Regions from separate parts of the Mus musculus genome. Here region 2 is linked to region 1. Evidence: chromatin contacts called from public promoter capture Hi-C data. All regions are on one chromosome and are shown on one strand. Each heading gives the region's core, a stretch centred on a gene start, on an enhancer-like site or on the middle of the called end of the contact. The rest is flanking DNA. Distances are from core to core; before and after follow the strand shown.

Region 1 (4,954 bases), core at 880-3,379:
GGTGGTAGTGGGCTGGCGAGATGGCTCAGCAGGTAAGAGCACAGACCGCTCTTCCGAAGGTCCTGAGTTCAAGTCCTAGCAACCACTTGTAATGAGATCTGATGCCCTCTTCTGGTACGTCTGAAGACAGCTACAGTGTACTTATGTATAATAATAATAAATAAATCTTTGGGCCGGAGCGAGAAGGACTGAGTGAGCAGGCCAACTGAGGCGAGCAGAGGTCCTAAATTCAATTCCATGAAGGCTCACAACCATCTCTACAGCTACAGTGTATTCATATACATAAAATAAATAAATAAATCTTTAAAAAAGAGAGAGGGATAAAAGAGAAGCATTTGAATAGGTAGGCTTGGTAGTAAATGCCTGTAACCCCAGGACACTGGGCACTATGATGAGAGAGTCAGGATTTAAGACTATCTTCCGCAATATAAGTTGAAGGCCAGTCTGGGCTACTGATATTCTATCTCAAAAACAAAACAACAGCAGATGGAGAAGATAGAAAATGTTAATGTAGGCTTGAAGCTAAGCACAGCAGCACATCTGCAATCCCAGAACTCAAGAGGTTAAGGCACCAGGACTTTGTGTTGGCTATGAACCAGCATCACATAGTGAGTTCCAGGACATTCTGGACTACAACGAAGAGATCCTATCTCAAACAAACAACATCAATGATGGTGAGAACAAATCAGGACTGGGAGATGTCTCACTCCCCAGTTAAGAGCACTGGTTACTCTTCCAGAGGACACAGGATCAATTCCCAGCACCCACATGGCAGCTCATAACCATTTACAACTCCAATTCCAGAGTTTCTGACGCCCTCTTCTGGTGTCCATGGGTACTGTCCACATGTGAAGCACAGGTAAAACACCCCCACACATAAAATAATCAAAATCGTTGATAAAACTTAAAAAAGAAAAAAAAGAAAAAGAAAGAAAGGTGGTAGTAATGAGGTCCCAGATATGTGACAAGTGAAAGAGTACACTGCTCTTGTAGAGAGCCAGGGTTGGAGGCTGATACTCTGTCTGTAACTCCACTTTCAGGGACCCAAACCCCTTTTCTCATTTCTGTGGGCACCAGGCACACGTGTGGTGCACAGACATGCATTCAGGCAAAACACTTAAACACATAAAACAGTAATAAAATAAATCTTAAAAAGAAGAGTAGATGAAAACGTAGGGCTAATAGTCTCCATTTCCAGTGATTATAAATTACAAAACCTAAAACAATGAGAATTTAATCATATTTGTTCAGGAACTAGTTTTTAAAAGTCAGAATTAAGCCAAGCATGGTGACAGAGAGTTTATGAGTTCAAGGGTAGTCTAGGCTACTTAGTAAGGCCTTGTCTCAAAAAACAAACAAAAAACCCCCAACCAAACAACAAACAACAACAACAACAACAACAAAACGAGGAGAGGACTTGAGGTTTTTTTGTTTTTTGTTTTTAAATTATATGTGAGTATACTGTAGCTGTCTTCAGACACCCCAGAAGAGGGCATCCCATTACAGATGGTTGTGAGCCACCATGTAGTTGCTGGGAATTGAACTGGGAATTGAACCCAGGGGACAAAGATTTGTATTTTCTCATTGAGTTTTTTTTTTTTAAATTATATGTGAGTACACTGTAGCTGTCTTCAGACACACTAGAAGAGGGCATCCCATTACAGATGGTTGTGAGCCACCATGTGGTTGCTGGGAATTGAACTGGGAATTGAACTCAGGACCTCTGGAAGAGCAGTCAGTGCTCTTAACCACTGAGCCATCTCACCAGCCCGAGTTTTATTTCACAAACTTTTCCTTTTGTGGTGTGGAGACCCGAGTGTCTTTTTGCATACTAGGGAATATTCTATAATTGAGCCGTGCCTCTACCCCTCATCGTTTTGTTTCTAAGTCATTGAAAGCATGATTTAAGCCAAAATTTCATAATCCATATAAAATCTTTCCTGGGTTTTCTTACTTAAGATGGTAGAAACCTATACAAAACCATTCTAATGGTTTTCTCATTCTGATGGGATAAAAATAATCAAAAGAATAGCAGGAAACAAAACTCAAAAAGCTGCCCTTGGTGAGCAAGCATTCACACTTTACATAGGCAGCAGCTATGCTGGAGACTGGAAAAAATAGGGAAAGTACACAGGTGGTTTGCCAAAGCGTGCTGGTAACAGCTTGGGTAACAGTTTGCTGGACGCGGTGTCAGGCTTGAAGCGAGGGAACAGGTGGTTTTCTTAGTCACGAGGGAAAGAGAGCCCGAGCAAGATAACCTCTCAATCGCAATCGTGTTTGGAACAAAACGAGTGTCTGATAAAAAATAAAAAGTGGAATCTCCCATGGTTAACACGAATCTTTGGCTTTAATTTGGGAGGGAGCAGAACGCTGAGTATTGCATTAAAAAATGCACTTGCGTTGTTTCATAGGCGGCGTGTGGCAGCCCAGTGAGCAGCAAGCCTTGCTCTGTGAAGACACTGAGTAAGGATGGGCAGGAGAGCTCACTGATTATCCTGTGGGAAAGCTCTCCAAGGTGCTTCTAACCCGGGGAAGTTTGCATTTATAACAAAACAAACGGTGCAGTCTGGAGACATTCTCTGGGAAGCAACTCCAAGGTTCTTAGTAGGTCTGACCAGTGACAAGGGTTCTTATTGGTCCAGGCAGACCAGCAAGGGTACATTAACATGGCTCACTCTCGGTTGCTTTTTCCTTCCGAATACTGAGGATAAAACACAGGGCCTTCAGCATGCTAGATGAGTGCTCTGCTTCTGAGCTGTTCCCCCAGCCCAGCTCCCAGGGTTCATTTTCGTCATGGGTAGGAAAGTGGGTACAGTTAGAATTCACTGCAGAGGCAGAATAATACCCAGACCACACATTTGCGTGAATAGTGCAAATCTGTGCAGTGCCAGAAGATAATATTTGGTTTATAGGGATTCCTTCTGACCCTCGGAAGCTTTACCGTCTCTCTGGCTTCAGGGAGCTGGGAACACCTGTCACTCTAGAGTTTAGAGGCCCCAGGGTCCCTGGGCATGGACACAGCCTTCTCTATGCCTCTGCCTCCCTGAAGGACCAGGGGTTGGCCAAAAGCGTTCTAAATTTTGCTTCAGTGCTTATGTCTCAGCCTCCTGATCGTTGTGATTATAGAGGTGAGTCTCAACATCTGTCTGTCTGTCTGTCTTTTGTAGTACCAGGCATGTACGTATTCCACCACTGAGCTAGAACCCAAGACCAGACTTTTCTGTGTTCTTGAAAATGCTTATAACAAATTCTTTTATAGTAAATCATAAGTTAACAAGAGCAGCTTGAATCGAGATGAAAATATTTCAGCATTAAGATAGAAAGTAAGTTTCTTTTAGAGTAAAATACAAGTGGGAAACCTGTCAGCTCTATTCTTTTTTTTTTAAAAAATATATTTTATGTGCATTGTTGTTTTGTCTGTATGTAAGTCTGTATGGGGGTGTTGAATCTCTTGGAATAGGAGTTATAGACAGTTGTGAGCTGCTATGTGGATGCTGGGAATTGAGCCCAGGTCTTCTGGAAGAGCAGCCAGTTCTCTCAACACAGTGACATCTCTCTAGCTACTTTTTTTTTTTTGGTTTTGTTTACTTGTTTTCTTTTGTTTTTGAGACAAAGATTTCTCTGAGTAATGAGCCCTGGCTGTCCTGGACTTGCTTTGATAGATCAGGCTGGCTTCGAACTCACAGAGATCCACCTGCCTGGGCCTCCCGAGTGCTGGGATGAAAGGCGTGTGCCACCGCATCTGGCCTAACTCTTTTCTTTTTATGCTTGTCTTATTTGTAAACTATGTGTCTGCATGTGTGTCTCTGTGTATGTAGAAGAGGCATCAGATCTCTTGGAGATGAAGTTCTAGGCTGTTCTGAGCTGCCTGACGTGGGCAATGCTAACTGAACTCAGGACCTCTGGAAGAGAAGTAAGAGCACGAGCCACCTAATCATCTCTCAAGCCCCTCATTAAACTTTTGAAAAACTGGGGAGGAAAGCCTAATATTTAAATGACAAGTGAAGACCAGATATTGTGTAGCACATTTTGAATCCCACGGGGAGGAAGGGGGAGTCACCTGATTCCTTGCTTTCCTTACTAGCCCTGCCCCCCAGAAGACACAGACAATAGCTGAATGAGATCCCATCAAACTTTTGTGCATTGAAAATATGACAGGATGATGAGGGGCCTCATTTTTGTGCAAAAAGCCAGTCACAGAAAGACAAGCAGAGCACAATGTCATTGCCGTCACATGGGTGTCACATCCATAGAACCAGGTAGTAGACGGTGCCTGCCAGGGGCTGGAGAGGAGAGGCGACAGGGGCTGGTGAATAATAAGTATGGAGGTCTAGCTTTGTAAGATTTAAATGTCCACAGGTCTGTCTGACAACATGAATATACTTTAGTACTACTGAACCTCAATTTTAAAATAGTGAAGATGATCAATTTTATGTAATATGATTTATTTTAAAAAGCACCCCAAGCCCCTACCCAAATAAAATAAAATAAAATAAACCAAAACCCAAATCAAAAACACTATGGGAATAAAACCCTTGGGGCAGAGGATTATTGAGCTGTTTTCAAAGCTTCCACATGAAGTGCTCAGAAGATTTTGAACTGAGACACTTTGATATATAAACGACACTGACTAGTCTAGGAACCAGAGTTGCCAAATGCCCCCAAGAAATTTTGTCTAACCAGTGGTGGGAGAGATGGAAAATGAGTGTTTCCTTTAGGGCAGCACACTTAGTAAATGTGCTTTTTAATTTTTAGTGTTTAAGGTTTTTTTTTTTGTTGTTGTTGTTAGTTCTTTTGGTTTGTTGTTGTTGTTTTTGTTTTTTTCGAGACAGGGTTTCTCTGTGTAGCCCTGGCTGTCCTGGAACTCACTCTGTAGACTAGGATGGCCTTGAACTCAGAAATCCACCTGCCTCTGCCTCCCTAGTGCTGGGATTAAAGGCGTGCGCCACCACTA
Region 2 (4,954 bases), core at 1,446-3,945, 41 kb after region 1:
TGTTGAAAGGTTTTGATTTAAAAATTTCTATTCAAAGGGCTGAGAGATGGCTCAGTGGTCACAGGGGCTTGCTGCTCTTATAAGGGGCTCTCTTCGAGACCAGAATTCAGAATTCCATAGCAAGCACCAATCCTGGCACTATTAATGATACTCTGTTATGCTTGTACACAGGAGCCTAGCATAACTGTCCTCTGAGAGTCTCCACCCAGCAGAGACCTACAGTCAAACATTGGATGGAGCTTGGGGACTCTTATGGAAGAGTTGGGGAAAGAGCTGAAGGCCCCAAAGGGGATAGGAACTCCATAGGAAGACCAACAAAGTTAACTAACCTGGACCCTTGCTGGCTGTCAGAGAAAACCACTAATCAAAGAACATACAGGCTAGACCTAGCCTCCACTCACCCACATGTAGCAAGCGTGCAGCTTGGTCTTCATGCGTGTCCCCCCAAAACTGGAGCAGGGACTATCCCTAAAATGTTGCCTGTCTGTGGAATTTGTTCCTCTAACTGGGCTGTCCTGTTTGGCCTCAGTGGGAGAGGATGCGCCTATCCCTGTAGAGACTTGATGTTCCAGGGTTGGGGGATAGTCCTCTTCTCAGAGGAGGAGAGGAGGTGGGAATGGGGGAGGGAATATGTGAAGGGGGAACTGGGAGGAGGGTGAGCAATGATTGTGATGTTAAGTGAATAAATAAATTAATGGAGAAAAAAATAAAATTTCTATTTTAAGGACTGAGATGGGTTAGTGGTCACAGAGGCTTGCCATTCTTGTAGGGGGGGGGAGGGTCTCTTAAATAAGACTGGAGAGCAGAATTCAGTTCTCAGCACCAACACTGGATTGCTCATAACAGCTTGTAATTCCAAGTTCTGGGGAATTGATACCCTCTTCTGGCCTCAGACAGTCTCCCCCTTACACTAACATACACACACATGACACAATGCACACAGACACACATGTGCACACATACACACACACACACACACACACACATAAGAATTTAAAAATTGCTGTCTGAGCACTTGACTAGAGTTTCATTCTAAAAAATAATCATTACATGAAATTTGGCTTGGAATTAGGACAGAATTTCTAGCCGTGCTTGAAATGGCCCTGAAGCAAGCTTACCATTTGTGCCATGTGTTTCTATAAAGAGCCATCCCAGCATTGACTATCACAAAAATCAAAGTATCATTCAACTCTGAAAGAATGTTCTAGATGCCGTATCAAATATTCAGCCAAGATTTAATTCTTTATGTAAAAATACGCAATCCAACTCATTACTATGCAAATTTGCTTTCCTCGTTCATAAATGGTAAAATTATATGCGTATCAAAGAATTGTTTTAAAATACATTAATGATTTATTATTAGTAAGTGTTTGAATTATATTCCTACTTTATACACGTACAAACCCAGGGTCGTGTAAGAAATTCTCTGGTGAATGAGGTCTTTCTAAATGGAAAAATTTAAGAAGCCCTGCTCTAGGATAAATCCTTTCTCCCCAGGTTGACCCCATGACTCTGGATCAGCTTCCGGACTCCTTCCTTAGGTTCCCAGATTCCCAACCACAGCCAACCCCGACTAAGGAGGAACTGAGCCTCGTCACAGTCTGTGTCTTTTGAAGTGGCTGCTTGAGACCAGATTGAATTGATAACAGCCTCCTAAGAGTGGGTGGGGGATGACCAGGGAGTTTAGGGGCTGTCCATTGCTTGAGAACTCCCTTATAATCCTAGTGTCCCGAGACATCCACAGAAGGGAGACAAAATAGAGTCTCCAAAATGCTAGCTCCCAGGAGGTAGCTGCTATGGGGCAAGCGAGGGGCTGGAGAGAGGACTCCAGCCTGACTTAGTCTGTCTCAATGAACTGCCTTCCTCTCCCACCTCAGCACACCAGCCAGTGCGGGAGCTACGGGAGCAACGGGTAAGGGTAGCAAGAAGCTATCAAACTGGATAGCGAGGTCTGCCCAGTTTTACGAGGGAGAGCGCTGGGGGACAGGAATCGCCACTCTGCCGGCGTTAGTGAAACCCCGATTTGCTACACAGGAATCAGCCGCACGCTCCACCCTACCTGAAAAGCGGGGTTCCAGTGGAGTCTGGATCCCAGTGTCCTCCCTCTGGGGCGTCTATTGGTCTCCCAAAGATCGCCACCGGGGACCAATAAGCGGGAGTTCCAGCCGCCTTCTCATCACCAGCCCGTAGACTGTGGGAAGAGGGAGCCCGTTTGAAGGTTCCCACGTCTCTCACTCACTCAGTGCAACACTGGTACAGGATTAGGTACCCAGTGGGGAATTTAAGCTCAAGAAACAAAGCCGGGCACCAGAGGTGCCTGCAGGGCGCAGGAAACACGCAGATACCCCCACCCTTGTCCGTACGCCTTCCACTGAGTCCGCGATTTCGGGGCTCCACTCCAGTCCCCTAGTCCCCAATCCCAGGGTTCGGAGGTAGGAGGTGATCTCCTGGAACAGACGCGGAGTGCCCCCAAGTCCGCCCGCCCGCCGCAACCCGGTACTCACTTGCCTCGGTGCTTTCAGGGACGCACTCCCTGGCCGGTGGCGCCACCATAGGTGGGCGCGGCCCGGGCTCTGGGAACACTAGCTCTGGTTGAGGCTTGCCTACTTGGTGGGCGTGTGTCGCTTGGTCCTGCTCTCCTCGCATCAGTCTTTCTGGAGTTGCTGCTTCGCTCTGCAGCTCATCCAACAGCCCCGGACCCAGCCCAGGTGTCCCGCCCCTCCCGGCGCCCGACTCCGCCCCCCGAGACCCGCCTGCCTCCTAGATCTACTGAATTAGGGTCTCAGACTTCCGGGTGGTCCTTCCAAGGGTTTTGTAAGCTCTTGAACCCGTTGTGACCTCAGCAGCTGGCCATCCTTGAGACGGAGCACTGTCCTCTGCAAGCATTTGTGGCTTCCACTAAGTGTGCAGAGTTGGAGTGTGTGTGTGTGTGTGTGTGTGTGTGTGTGTGTGTGTGTATGTGTGTGTCTACAAGTTCCCAGAGCCAGCAAGTAAGGGGTGAAGCCTAGTCTTCCCTTAGAAGTGATGCAGGAGAGGCCCCCCATATGCAATCCAGACCTTAAGAGGCAAAGCTGGAAATTAGTGGTGGCATGGCTTGCCCTGCATGAAACTTCAATTCTGAGGTTCTGGTCTAAACTGGGATGATCTTTCCTGTAGTGTCCTTGGCTATTCAAAGACAATCCGAGTCTAACCTCCAGCCTATCTGAGGCTACCCAGAGCCCCTACTTTATTTCCAGAGGAGTTATTTTATTTCTCCCAGAAATAAAATTACCCCCACTAAAGCAGGAACTGTGTGCTGGCCACAGAGAACATTTTCTAAATGAGACCTGTCCGATAAGCTGACAATTTAAACTACCCATATAGAGGACTTGGAAAAGTATTTGGAATTGGTCATTCTGTGGTTCTGCCTGTCCTACCTTATGTGAAACTAACCCACTGTCCTGCCCTCCTGTATCCTCTTCGCTGCTACGATGGAGTCAGGAGGCCTGGCTTCTTTCCTCCCAGGGACAGGCTGTGGTTCGGCTGGCGCGGTGGCTGGTAAGTACATCGTCCAGACTGCAGGAAAGGCTTTGCTGTTTTGCTTTGGTTTTGTACAAAGCAAAGTGGAGTTGACTGACACTGTAGCCGGATTTCTGAACATCCTCTTTAGGTCATTCTTTCAAAGGTGCTTGCTTATCAACTTCAGCTATTGGCTTCAACTCTCCTGACCCACGTCTACCCGCACACCCCTTTATATGGGACAAACAGACCCTCTGGTGTACTCACAGCATTCTCCAAGGTAGATTTAGGTCAGGGTCTCATTCAGACAGATCAAGAAGCCCATAGTTGTCATGCTAGCAACTTGATGTCCTGATCTCAACATAATAGACTTGTCAGGGAACCAGCATGGGGTGAAGCCATGAATCTTGGGTGAGTAGGGGAATTGAAAGATTGGAGATTTCTCAGTATACAGTTGAAGACTACTTTGTGTCCTAACTTTGGCACATGAGAAGTCCTAGGAGATGAACCATAGTAACCCCTATGCTACACACACACACACACACACACACACACACACACACACACACACACGCCGCCACCACCACCACAAAGTGTGTTCCCTGGAAGGCACACCATTATTATTCAGGACATTGGAGTGGTTTAATGCCGGCACAGAATAACATCCTTCTAAAGGGCAACACTGAATTGTTGGTAAGCCTGAGATTGCCATATTGAACTCCATTAAGTCACCCCTTCCTACCACCACAGTACTTGAATAATACTGTGACTTGAATTAAGTCAGTGTACGCAGAGGAGAAAAGGCATAGGGCCTGTCCTAGTTTATTCTGTTGCTATGATAAAACACTCTGACCAAAAGCAAACCGGGGAGGAAAGGGTTAATTTGGCTAATGTTCCCTAGTTACAGTTTATCTCTAAGAGAAGTTAGAGCAAGAACTTAAGGCAGAAGCTTGAAGCAGAAACCACAGGGGAACACTGCTTCCTGGCTCATTCATAGGCTTAAGCTCATTCAGCTAGTTTTCTTGTGTAGCCTAGGCCCACCTTCCTAGGGATGGTGCCACCCATAGTGGGCTGGGCCCTCCCACAGTAAGACAATCTCTCAGAGACATGGCCATAGGCCAATAAAAGTGATTCTTTTCTGGAGTATGGCTTCCCACCATACATCCCCTGAAAATAATGGATGGCAGAGGTAAAGATTCCACTACAAAGTTACTGGTGAGGAATTGGGACACATAGCTTGATTGTGGTACCTATGTCCTTATGAAGTGTCATACTGCAGGACAGTTTCTCAGCCAATAGCAAACTCAACACAATTCAAAAATTAAAACACATAAAATGATATCATATAAAATAGCATTCTTTCCCATCCACCTTGTATGCACAGTTTTTCCTGTTTTTCCAAGGGGTATCTGTAATCTAATATATATATATTTATGGCTTCTTCACCTTTCTACTA

Evidence for each region. Promoter capture Hi-C pulls out the DNA fragments that hold promoters and counts their contacts.
Region 2: a promoter capture Hi-C map of hippocampal neurons shows a contact between it and region 1, with 2.6 times the contacts expected there. The contact joins the promoter of Prokr2 here to the enhancer-like site in region 1. A contact is called at or near these places in 1 of 39 promoter capture datasets (hippocampal neurons), 1 of 15 datasets of contacts at CTCF or cohesin (CD8 T cells), 7 of 484 Hi-C or Micro-C datasets (the AML12 cell line, the HPC-7 cell line, cortical neurons and 3 more), 4 of 115 datasets of contacts at active chromatin or transcription factors (SST interneurons, double positive thymocytes and embryonic stem cells) and 1 of 9 other capture datasets (pancreatic islet).

Annotation. Positions count from the first base shown.
Region 1 is chr2:132,341,867-132,346,820 of GRCm38.p6, forward strand. No RefSeq gene overlaps it. Among named protein-coding and RNA genes, the nearest start is that of Prokr2, 41 kb to the right of the region's middle. Within about 2 kb of position 2,130, at least 4 of the 459 cell types and tissues checked have an H3K27ac peak or open chromatin away from gene starts, as enhancers often do. A contact at or near this core is called in hippocampal neurons, where this site is marked.
Region 2 is chr2:132,382,752-132,387,705 of GRCm38.p6, forward strand. It overlaps Prokr2 (prokineticin receptor 2), which reads right to left and starts at 2,696. Exons shown (of 3, transcript NM_144944.3): 1 at 2,505-2,696.